2 separate regions of the Mus musculus genome follow, and region 1 is linked to region 2. The links are chromatin contacts, called in public Hi-C maps. All regions are on one chromosome and are shown on one strand. Each heading gives the region's core, a stretch centred on a gene start, on an enhancer-like site or on the middle of the called end of the contact. The rest is flanking DNA. Distances are from core to core; before and after follow the strand shown. Region 1 overlaps Pdzd2 (PDZ domain containing 2). Region 2 overlaps Pdzd2 (PDZ domain containing 2).

Region 1 (5,635 bases), core at 1,318-3,817, 170 kb after region 2:
AAAGGGGCTGGCCTTCTGAACCTGAGGATTTGAGTTCTACCCCTAGAACCCACTTTAAAAAGTCAGACTCAGCCGGGCGTGGTGGCGCACGCCTTTAATCCCAGCACTCGGGAGGCAGAGGCAGAGGCAGGCGGATTTCTGAGTTCGAGGCCAGCCTGCTCCAGGACAGCCAGGGTTATACAGAGAAACCCTGTCTCGAAAAACCAAAAAAAAAAAAGTCAGACTCAACAGCATGCGATCCCAGTGCTCCTGCGGCAACATGGGAAGCCAGAAAGAACAAAATCCTAAACCATGTGGGAGTGAGCCTACCCCAAAAGTTGTCCGTTGACCTCTACATGTGTGGTGTAGCATGGGTGTGATCTCCAAGCCCCCCACATACAAACACATTAAATTAAAAAAAAAAAAAGACATTAAGATCCTCGTGTAGATGAGATTACGTTCATACATGTGACACTGTAACAGTGGCTGGCAGGGACCAAGTATGCAGTAAATCTTAGCTGTATTACAGTATGAGGCAGTCTTCCCTAGAGCCTCGCTTTTGAGACACTCAGATATCAAGCGACAACGGTGACTAGTGCAGTGAAGGGCATTCACTCCAGGCTGTGGTGACATCAGGAATGGAAACGCCCAAACAGGCCTTTCATTCACAAAACTAGAGAGCGTCCTCACCACTGGTGCCAAACCGGAAAACACAGAATGACAGTCTATTTTCTCCTGCATTCTAGCCTTCCTGACACTTCTGAGGACTGTCACAGTTTATTTCATCTTTAAAGTGTCCCCAAGTGTGCAAAGCAAATACCAAGCCTAAGAGGCAGAGACTGCCATATGGTGTGAAACCCGGGGGAAGGTAAAGCTAGCCCTTGGCTTTTCTAGGTGGGACTGCTCTGGGTTCCCTTGTTGCGCCTCATTTAACCTTGCGTTTACTGCAATCTACAACCGTCTCTCCCTGCCCCCCAAATAGTTCAGTATTTTTTGTGACGTTCAGAGCAGGAAAAAAAAAAAAGATTCTTCTCATCTTCCTACAAAATAGGCTGAGTTGCGAGGAATCCTACTTAGAATCAATATAAGCATCAAACGAGGAGGCAGGCTGCTCCAATCTGAGCCCGTCTGCGGTTTCCCTGATGCCTTTCAGAGATAAGGGGATGATGCCCGAATAAGTCTCTACCTGGATCACTTTGGTGACAAATGATACCAAATCTTGACTCAAAAATGACTTAAATTGAGTTGGAGGTGAGGAGAGGGCAGGGCTCTGGGCAAGCTTTCCTGCTCTCTACAACGGCCTTGTGAAGGTTGGATCCTAGAGACCAGTGTTTCCAGATAGCAGCATGTGCAAGAAGACAAAAGAGAGCTGTCCTGTATGTTTCTCTAAGAAACAAGCAAACCCTTTCTAAAACTTCCATGCCCTTCCTCCTCATCGCCCAGGGTGTCCTTTCCTTCATCTGACTCTGGGTTGTAGAATGAGGTGCCTGACAGAAGAGGCTGAGTGCCTGAGGGAAAAGCACTCCCAGGTCCACACAGCTTCCTTTTTTCACCACTCACCAGGCGGCAGGCAAAGACTGACAATACAAATGAACACAAACATGTCTCACAGAAGCCAACAACAGGTTGTGCTGCGATTCGCCAACATGGAACTGTGTAAGCCAGAGAGCATCAGATACTTGGAAATAGCCTTTGCTCCATGCTCATCATGAGCAGTAGCTTCTTGCACAATGGACTTAACAAGCTCCATCCAGTCACTGACAAATCAGTTCCAAATTGCTCAGCTCAAGCCCAATACCAAGCCATCCAGACACTTGGGCACCTTGCGGTACTACTGCTGGGTCCAACAGGAGAGTGTGTCCTGCTAGCATGTTTATCTCCAGCAGGTCCCTGTAGCACTGGGGCAGAAACACGGGAGGAAGAACTGAGGAAAATCTCCAGGCAAAGCTGGGAGAATTGGGCAGGGACTACACACAGACTGGCTGACAGTTCAGGAATGTTTAAAAGTTTGCAAAATGTTGAGGGGGTGGGGCAGCAGCAAGCTGAACTAAGACGGAGCAAACCAGGAGAAGCGGTGACTACAGCAAGCTTTGGGAAGCTGACAGACACATAAACTAGCAGTAATAAACTAGAAGTGCCTGACTTCCAGATGAGGGCAAGCTGATCCTAGTACAGTGGGGGTGGGGCTGGAAGCCTACTTACAGTCCTTCATCCTCAGCATCCCAGAGAGCCCTGGGAATTAAGAGTGACACGTGTCAGTTAGACAAGGGTACTCCCCAAATGCAGGTGGGCTGGCTGAGTGTCAGTGTATAAAGCCATCAGACCCCCCAAACTGTCTCCTTTCGTCCTAGACTTCAGGTGAAGGCCAGGAGTCTGCTACCTCTTTTCCCTGCTGTGTCAGAGCAGCTCTGGACAGAGCCATGCCAGTTGTAGCTGGTAGGTGGGGACCACCAATTAAACGGGAAAGAGAAGGTCTCCAAGAGCAAAGGTGATGGCTTCCCATTTCTTTCCCATATTGCCCTTCGGGATCTCACTCCAAGAGAGTCCCCTCCCACAGAGGCTTGTCTCCATCTGGGCAGTTGTCCCAGGGAGGAAACTACGTCTGCTGATGGGAGTTCTCCATTGACATCACCAGCCAGTCAGTCTTCAGTGGAGGCCCTGGAAGGCACTTGCAAGTTACTCAACAGTCACTGCCGTATCCACTAAATAAATTAAAAAAAAAAAAGTGTGCTCAATAAAACGCCATCCAAAACCAAAACACCAAAACCAAAGACCAGTGGCCGCCACCTGGCCTTGGCAAGATCCTCTGCCATTCAGTTGCTGTGCAGACACATATGAAAAGTGTGCTGTGTGCCAGGCATTGCGTGCTCAGAGATGCTGCCCTGGGTCTCCTTCATAAAAAGGAAACCTATCCGTTTCAGACTTTCCAATTAGCCTTTCAGGAATGGGTCAAGGATCATCAAGCAGGTTAGGAAAGCCTTTACCATGGAAGAGATTAAAAAAATCAAAACAAACAGCCAGGGGGAAATCAGAGGAAACAGAAACAATACAGGGAGGAGAGGGGGACTTCAAAGACAGTCTTGAGGACTGCAAAGTAGAGATGCTTTTTATCCCTGAAACAATAGCAGGAGATTATAAGACAATTTATAAGAACCCTAAGGAGCTCTTGGGATTTAGAGATCTGACTGGCAGACATATAACTGGGATATAGCATCTCAGAGGAGAGGATGGGGACATTTCCCAGGAAGTAGAACTTTTAAAAGGGAAACAGGAAATGTAATAGAATAGGTAAGAGTTTAATGATTCAGTCCATAAAAACTTCCTTCAAATTAATGGTGATGCAGAAGAGACGAAGGGGATTTTTAGATTTAAAAAGCTAACCTCTGAGCAGGGCCCTGAGAGTAGGAAGAGCATCATTGTTTTGTTTTGTGTTTTACCTGATTCAAATGGAAGAGATTTCCGCTGTAGCCAAGTTCAACCCTAGTTCAACCTGTCAGTCAGGCATGGAGGCTCTCAAGACACTGATGTCATGTGCATGGTTTTGGGCACTTATGGAACAGAATATAAAAGGCAAGGCTTGGGGGGGGGGGGGCTCAGATGATAAAGGATGTCCCATGAACAAGAGGAAGAACGTGTTCCCAGTACGGTGACACAGGGACAGTTGTGATGACTGTCTTTGAGGGTTTAGCTCCTTCTCCTGAACTTGAGACATCCCTGCCCCTCTTTACCTCATCACAACTGCTGGCAAGCGGCTCTTGCTGCTTGATGCACCCAGCTTGGCTGGACGATAGCAAACCCTGAGTGCAATCAGAACGGGTAGGCTCAGTAAGCACCATCCACCGGGCAGGATGCACTTAACCATTGAAAAATGAATAGGCAATGTTCAAATGGCTGCCCTTGGGGCTGCTGAGGGGTAAGGGAATGACTGCTGTCTCTTGTTAGAGGTCTTACAAAGATAAGTGACTCTTGGGCTGAGCATGGTGGGTGTATGCCTTTAATACCAGCACTTGGCTGAAGCCAGTCTGGTCCTATACAGCAAGTTTGAGGCCAGCCAAGGTGACCCCCAGTCCCAATCAATAGGTGACTTAAAATTATTTGTGACTGCGCTTCCATAAAGAAGGATACCTCAGGCTTCCAATAGGATGTCAGGATAAGAATCGAAGCTTCCCAAGAATCAGAAGAGTCCAACCAACACCCCGAGCACCCACTGAAGAAGGCGGCAGGCCACGAGCCAGGCCACGGCCCTGGAGAAATAACAGCTCAGCAAAGGCAGGGCTGAAAAGCACGTCCCAGGAGACAGGAGGAACAGGGAACCCCCACCTCCCTTCAACAACTCTTTGGTATCCTATTTCAGGTTCTGGCTATGGTCCGTCTAGGAACTCTTTTTTTTTTTTTTTTTTTTTTTTTGGTGGGGGGAGGGGGAATGTATGTGTGGGGGAGAAGGAAGGGGCAGTAAGACAAGGTTTCTCTGTGTAGCCCGAGTAGTCCTGGAACTTGCTCTGTAGATCAGGTTGGCCCCTAACTCTGAGATCCACCTGCCTCTCAAGTACTGGGATCAAAGGTGTGTACCCCCCACTGCCTGGCTAACTCTTTCCTATAGAACCCAAGGGAGCCTCCTTCTACAAAACTCTGAACGTCACCTGGGGGGGGTCCCACAGTACTTCCTAGAGAGAGTGGAGGTATTACTGGAGAGCTGAGAATTTTGCATCCCAAGTTACTTTGAAATTCACCTATAACGTGAGTTTATGCAAAAACAGTTATAGCACTGTATTTTATATAGATTATGCTCCCTGTCATATTCAGCTAGACCTAGTTTATAGAAAGAAAAAAGATGTTTATATTCTCAGGAACTTTTCTCTCTGGGGCTGGAGAGATGGCTCAATGGTTAAGAGCCCTGGCTACTTTTGCAGAGGTCCTGAGTTCAATTCCCAGCACCCACATGGTGGCTCACAACCATCTGTGGCGGAATCTGATGCTCTCTTCTGGTGTGCATGAAGACAGAGCACTCATATACATAAAATATGTAAATAAACCTTAAAAAAAAGAAACACTTCTCTCCATTTTCTATTCTTGTCACTTGAAGTCACTTCACTCTTTCTACTTCTAAGCTACCCACTGAACTAGGACCAGAGACAGTTCACAACTATAACCCAGAACTGGAGACTTAGGTAGGAGGTTCACAAGTCCAAGGGCAGCCTGGGCTACATACTGAGGGAGTCCCTGATTCAAAAAGGAAGAAAGAAAGAAGGAAAAAAGAAAAAGAAAGGAAGGAAGGAAGGAAGGAAGGAGGGACAAACATCCAAAAAATAGAAAAACAAAAAACAAAAAATCCCAAAAACTAAAAAAAAAAAAAAAAAAAAAAAAAAAACAAAAACCAAAACTATCCTCTTTTTAAGCATTCTTCATTATTATTATTTTTTTAACTTCTGGGTAATCTAGTCAAAAAAGTTTGCATAATCAGTGAATAGGGTTGTTGTTCAAGCACACTGTTTAGTAATTTGGGGCAAAGACCTATCCCCAGAGGAGATGACAGCCTTGTATGTGGAAACATCGAAACTCTCCCTTTGGGAGAGGAAACCTTTGGCTAACAAAGCTAACCAGAAGCTAACCAAAAGCCAGGAGAAAGGTCCAAGGACCGAAGGACTGCTTCCACCGC
Region 2 (5,399 bases), core at 837-3,336:
CTGCGGGGCGGAGGGGGAGGAGGAGGCCAGTCTGGCCATGCTGTAGGACCAACGCATTTCCTGTTCCCCCTGGGAGGCCTGGGAGGGAGGGAAGTGCGGCTGCTTTGGGGACGATTCTGCTGACTGCCTGAGTCGGACCGAACTCTTCTCCTGACAGTTGCTCTGGGTTAAGAACCCGCCCTTTCTGTCACTACCAGGTGGCTTGTCGCCACATGCATTCTTTGGCATTCTTTCAGAAGAAATCTCAATGATTTTTAGCTGGTTTGTCCTTTCCAGAGGATCACTAGCCATTTTTTCGGTTCCTTTCTCACTGATGCCCTGGGGCTGGGCTGCTTCTGTTAACACCAAGTCTACTCGGCTGTGTGTGAACTGCTTGCTCTGTCTGACCCCTGCCAAGGCTATATTGGTCCTCGATGCGGAGGGACTCACTGACCCAGAGTTAGCATGGGGCACCTTGCCCTCTGGTCCATACCTAGGGGGCCTGGAGGTGGCTGGACAGCTTGTGTCAGATTCCAGGTAGACAGCCATGTGGAACCTATTGTTTGCACCTTGCTCAGGGAGAGGCTTGGGGGAGGTCAGGGGAGAAGTAATGGTTCTAATGCTTGTGTCAGATGCGGAGGTCCTCAGCGACCCAGAGGCAGCCAGGGGTGGCTTGCTCTCTGGCACACACTGGGGAGGCTTGGAGGTGTCTCCAGCAGTGTTCTTAGGCTCCTCTTGGTCAGCTATGTGGAGCCTGTGTGACACTGCCTTAGAAAGCATTTTATGGGCAGCCTGGGGTGAAGGCAAGGACTTCCTGTGGTCGGTCCTGCCGCCCTTAGCGGGACTGGCCACAGGTGCCTCCGGACTGGCTTTGCTTTTGCTGTTCAGCCTCTTAAGCTTCGGGCTGCCCTTGGGCTTCTGACAGTTACTTAGTGTTTCCACTGGGCTTTTAGGGGATAGGTCCTTATTTTCTTGACTCTTCTGCCGGGGAGGTGGACTCTTAGGCACAGCCATTCCCTTTCTGTGGCTGGGGTTCACCGTGTTGCCTTTCGAGCCAGGACTCATAGCCAGCATTGAGGGTTGTTCCTTCTCAGATTTGCTCTGCAGATGTGCGCCTTGGCTGTCTTTATTTATGTCTTTAAACCAGGTCATGATAGGCCTCCTGGAGGTCGTTTTTGGTTTCTGTAGCAAGCCGTCCAGGTTGCCGCCCTTGGCAATGTGTAGGTTTGCCAAAACGGCCTCTCCATTCTTAGGGCCCTCGGCCCCCAGGGCATACACACTGCTCATGACATGAGAGGCATCTGCTCCTTTGTCTGGGGTTCCCTCATCCAGCAGGTCCTGTCCCAAACCATTTACCATATCTGGGTTCCTGAGCACAAATGGCGGGTTTCCACAAGGTCTGGTCGTTTGAGAAGGCTGGCTGTCTCCCACGACTGAGCCGGTGCTGCTGACCGCCAAGGTTTCCTCTGCGCACCCGGGCATGTGGCTCCGTGAAGTCTGTACGCCCGCCCAAGTCTCATGCTCCAGAGAGCTTACATCCAGGAAGGAAAATGGCTGGGAAGAGCCCGGGATGCAAGTGTTCGAGGCTCCTGTCATGAAGCAGGCTTTCTCGCAGGCGTCCCCCACCGGCTCCCTCACAGTCTGCTGTACCGAGGGAACTGCGCCGCCTGCAGCCTGGGCAGGAGCTTGGGCAGGCACTGGGGTCTCAGGACAACCACCTGGGGCACAGATTTCTATTTGCTCGTCCTCAGACTCACTGCTACCTTCCTTACGGGAGGACTCATGAGATGGAGGAGCTGGCCAGTTGTTCCTGGCCGCTGCTCGTGGATCTTCAACAAGAGACTCGGGGTCTGAAGACGAGTCTTCAGCATCGCCATACATGGACGAGGGCGAAGGTTCCGAGACGCCGTCTTCGTGGAAACTGCTAAAATTTCTGGAGTAGTTGTTCAGAAAGTTTTTGTTCCCAGCCAACTGTTTGTCAGGATGGACGGAATCCAGAACGGAAGGCTGGAAGGTCCACTGAGGGGGTGGGGGTGAGCCTGTGCCTCCGGTCTTCCCATGGTGGGAACTGCCACCCCCAGCTCCCCCTGGTGGCTGACTCTCAAAAATGTCCTGGTGAGTCCTGCAGTCTGCTCTCTGAGGAGACTGAGAAAGCCACGCCTCCGGGGCTTCCCCAATGAACTTGTCAATGTCTGTCACCGGGCTCTCTGTGCTCCCCGACAGGGTCCCATCAGTAGTCACTGGCACAGAGGGACCGGCGTGTGACAACTTTCCAGATGCTGACGCTGTTTCTTCAAGCAGAGCCCTATCTTTCAAGCTTGTAGGTACGCAGTGTCCTGGAGTTTCCAGGGCCTTGCTGGGACCCGAGGGGTCTCGGCTCCTTTCCTGACCCAGGAGGGAGGGATGAGGGATGGCCGTAGCTCGTGTCTCTCCTATGCTCATGGGGACAGCTGCTCTCCTGGTGCTGGGAGTGCTGTCCCCAGGGCCAGCCCAAGTCCTGCTGGAGTCGGGAAGAGCTGAGGCCTTCTCCCTGGGAGACAGGCTTCTCTGGCTGGCTGGCTTCATTTTAGATACGCCCTGGGACTCAGGCTCCGAGGTCCCGGGAGACACAGGCTGGCTGAGGCTCTCAGGTTGGAGGACTTGCTCGGTGACTGCAGGAGTCTCGCTGGAGTCAGGACGAACTTCCCTGCTCTTCCCTGGGGAAGGGGGATGGTCTGAGGACCCATCCCATCCTGTATAGGGTAGGGGAGAGGAAAGGGAAGTGTAAGCAAACGGGAACCCTCTAGAAGTTCTGCAAACATAAGCCATCTCAATACTGTTTCTCAGAAGTCCACAGCCTGCATCTAGACCTTTGGTTTTTTTCTCTCTCCAATTGTAGAGCGCTCAGATCTAGGAACCACCACCCTGCTTTAATGGCCTTAAAGTAACTGGGACAAGCAGAATGGACATTTAAACTTGCCCATTTCCCTCTTTGTTTGCTTTCAGATAGGAGACACCAGAAATCTTCTGCCTGGGTTTCTTTACCCAAATGTCTCTGCCGTCAGCAGTTCTGGAAAGACAGACACCGTTGGTTGTATTCCTTAGCTTTGGCCTAGACTGGGCAGAGGCTTCGTGTCTTACCTCATTCCAGCATCTATTTATCTGACTATGAGTGACTCGGACTGTACCAAGAAACAGTTCAACCTCCAAACCACAGGGAGGCTTGCTTTTTTTTTTTTTTTTTTTTTTTTGCGCTGCACAGGAGACGGAGCCGACGCTCCAGGTGGGGCCCTTGTTGGTACTGAGCTTCAGCTCGGCTTTGAAGTGACTTGTCCAAACAGGGGATCTGAAAGCCAGTTATTCCAGGAAGCCTTAACGGTAGAGGAAGCTTGAGAGGGGCTCATGAGGGACGGATTGCTCCGAGTGGGGAGGAGAACACCAGGCTGAAAGCACAGAGGCACAAAAGAGCACACAGCTCCGAGAAGCAGGGACCGTTGGAAGGGGGGCAGTTGGGGGGGGCATGGCATGTCACTCAGGGCAGGTGCTGAGAGCCGCTCTGTCCTAGGGTGTCTCCTCAGAAAGCCCAGTAGCATGCACTGCACTCTCTTGGGCTAATATCACTTTGACAAGTGACCCACAAAAGGTCTTCGTATGAGCAGTGTTACCCCAAATGTTAAGTATATGTCCTCAAAGCTTTATAATTATTAATTGGTTTTAAATACAGAGTCTTGGGGCTGGAGAGATGGCTCAGTGGTTAAGAGCACTGACTGCTTTTTCAAAGGTCCCGAGTTCAAATCCCAGCAACTACATGGTGGCTCACAACTATCTGTAATGGGATCTAATGACCTCTTTTGGTGTGTCTGAAGACAGCAACAGTGTACTCATATAAATAAAATAAATCTATTAAAATGTTTTTAAAAAAAGAGAGTGTCTTGAGTATCCCAGGCTAACCTTGAACTCACTATATACCAGAGGGCGACCTTGCGATAACCATTGAGCCATCTTACTGGCCCTGCTCACATGACACTTTGATATTGGGTTTCAGCAAGTTCAGTAAGGCAGGCCATGAACCTGCCACCATCCTATCTTGGCCTCAGGACTGGTTGGGATTATAGGTTTGTGTCACTGGGCTTGGCTTTAATTGAATCTTTTATCCCCCTCCTGTTGTCCCTTTATGAATAATTACAAACTAATTATTAGCCAATAATGAAGTCTTAGCACCGTGGAAGGAGATTTCCACACAGTTAATTTTCTTCCCAGTACTGGGAGGTGGGTGGGCCCTGTGCATTGAGAGAACGAGGAAGGGAGTCACCGAATGGTTAGGTAACATGCCCAAGCTCACAGTTCACAGGCGGGAGAGCCAGGGTTTGCTCCACAGCTTGTGCTTGGCTAAACCTGAACCCTGTGGCCTCCGTGTGGAGCGTGTGGCAATAACAAGGCTGGTTCATCAAGACGCCCATGGAGATGGCGTGGAACTACCCAGGCCTGCTGTGGGAGACGAGCTGCTGCCAGCAATACCTGCTGATCCAGATGTTGTTCTCATTCAACTATTGAACTCTCAAGCATAGCGTTTTTACTTCTGCTGACACCAGATACAGGGGAGAGGGGCAGTGTGCCAAGAGAAAGGGACTCGAAGGCCACTTACTGCGTGTGCATGTGTGTGCACGTGTGTGTGTGAGAGAGAGTGTGACTGCGCATGTGTGTAGGTCAGAGGACAACTTGTAGGAGTGTGTTCTGCTCTTTCACCCTGTGGGCTCAGGGATCTAACACTTTCAGATCCGCTTATTAAATATTCACTAATAGGCAAAGCTTTCTGCAATTTTTATTAGCAATGTGACTTACCACAAAGTGTGTCTTCAAAGGTTTGTTTGTTTGTTTAGTATTTGAGGTGGGTTCTTAAGTGTCCCAGGCTAACCTTGAACTAACTCTCTCTCTCTCTCTCTCTCTCTCTCTATATATATATATATATATATATATATATACATATATACACACATATATATATACCAGAATACCAGATGACCTTCAGTTCCAAATCCTCTTTTCTCTACCTCTTTTTTTTTTTTAAGATTTATTTATTTAAGTACACTGTAGCTGTCTTCAGACACTCCAGAAGAGGGTGTCAGATCTCATTATGGATGGTTGTGAGCCACCATGTGGTTGCTGGGATTTGAACTCAGAACCTTTGGAAGAGCAGTCGGTGCTCTTACCCGCTGAGCCATCTCTCCAGCCCTTCTCTCTACCTCCTAAATGCTCAAATCCTAAGTGTAAGCCACTACAAACCAATGTATGTGACACTGGGGATTCAAGCCAGGGCTTTGTGCATCCTAGGCAAGTGCCCCACCATCCCTAGCCCCTGCAGAGGGTTATACTTGAGGGAGATGAAGTTATCTGGAGGCAGCTCTTGTACTGCCTTTCACAATAACGCTTCATTTGGTACC

Evidence for each region. A called contact is a pair of places that touch in the nucleus more often than the background predicts.
Region 1: a contact with region 2 is called in a Hi-C map of muscle stem cells, with 2.1 times the contacts expected there. The contact joins two enhancer-like sites. A contact is called at or near these places in 17 of 484 Hi-C or Micro-C datasets (DN3 thymocytes, bone marrow-derived DN2 thymocytes, bone marrow-derived macrophages and 8 more), 19 of 115 datasets of contacts at active chromatin or transcription factors (the 230-238 cell line, bone marrow-derived macrophages, cardiomyocytes and 11 more) and 4 of 9 other capture datasets (adipose tissue, embryonic stem cells, liver and 1 more).

What each region holds. Positions count from the first base shown.
Region 1 is chr15:12,543,309-12,548,943 of GRCm38.p6, forward strand. All of the region lies in intron 3 of Pdzd2 (PDZ domain containing 2), which reads right to left. Among named protein-coding and RNA genes, the nearest start is that of Gm52211, 54 kb to the left of the region's middle. Within about 2 kb of position 2,568, at least 15 of the 459 cell types and tissues checked have an H3K27ac peak or open chromatin away from gene starts, as enhancers often do. A contact at or near this core is called in adipose tissue, muscle stem cells and uterus, where this site is marked.
Region 2 is chr15:12,373,670-12,379,068 of GRCm38.p6, forward strand. It overlaps Pdzd2 (PDZ domain containing 2), which reads right to left. Exons shown (of 26, transcript NM_001081064.2): 21 at 1-2,711. Among named protein-coding and RNA genes, the nearest start is that of Golph3, 55 kb to the left of the region's middle. Within about 2 kb of position 2,087, at least 120 of the 459 cell types and tissues checked have an H3K27ac peak or open chromatin away from gene starts, as enhancers often do. A contact at or near this core is called in adipose tissue, muscle stem cells and uterus, where this site is marked.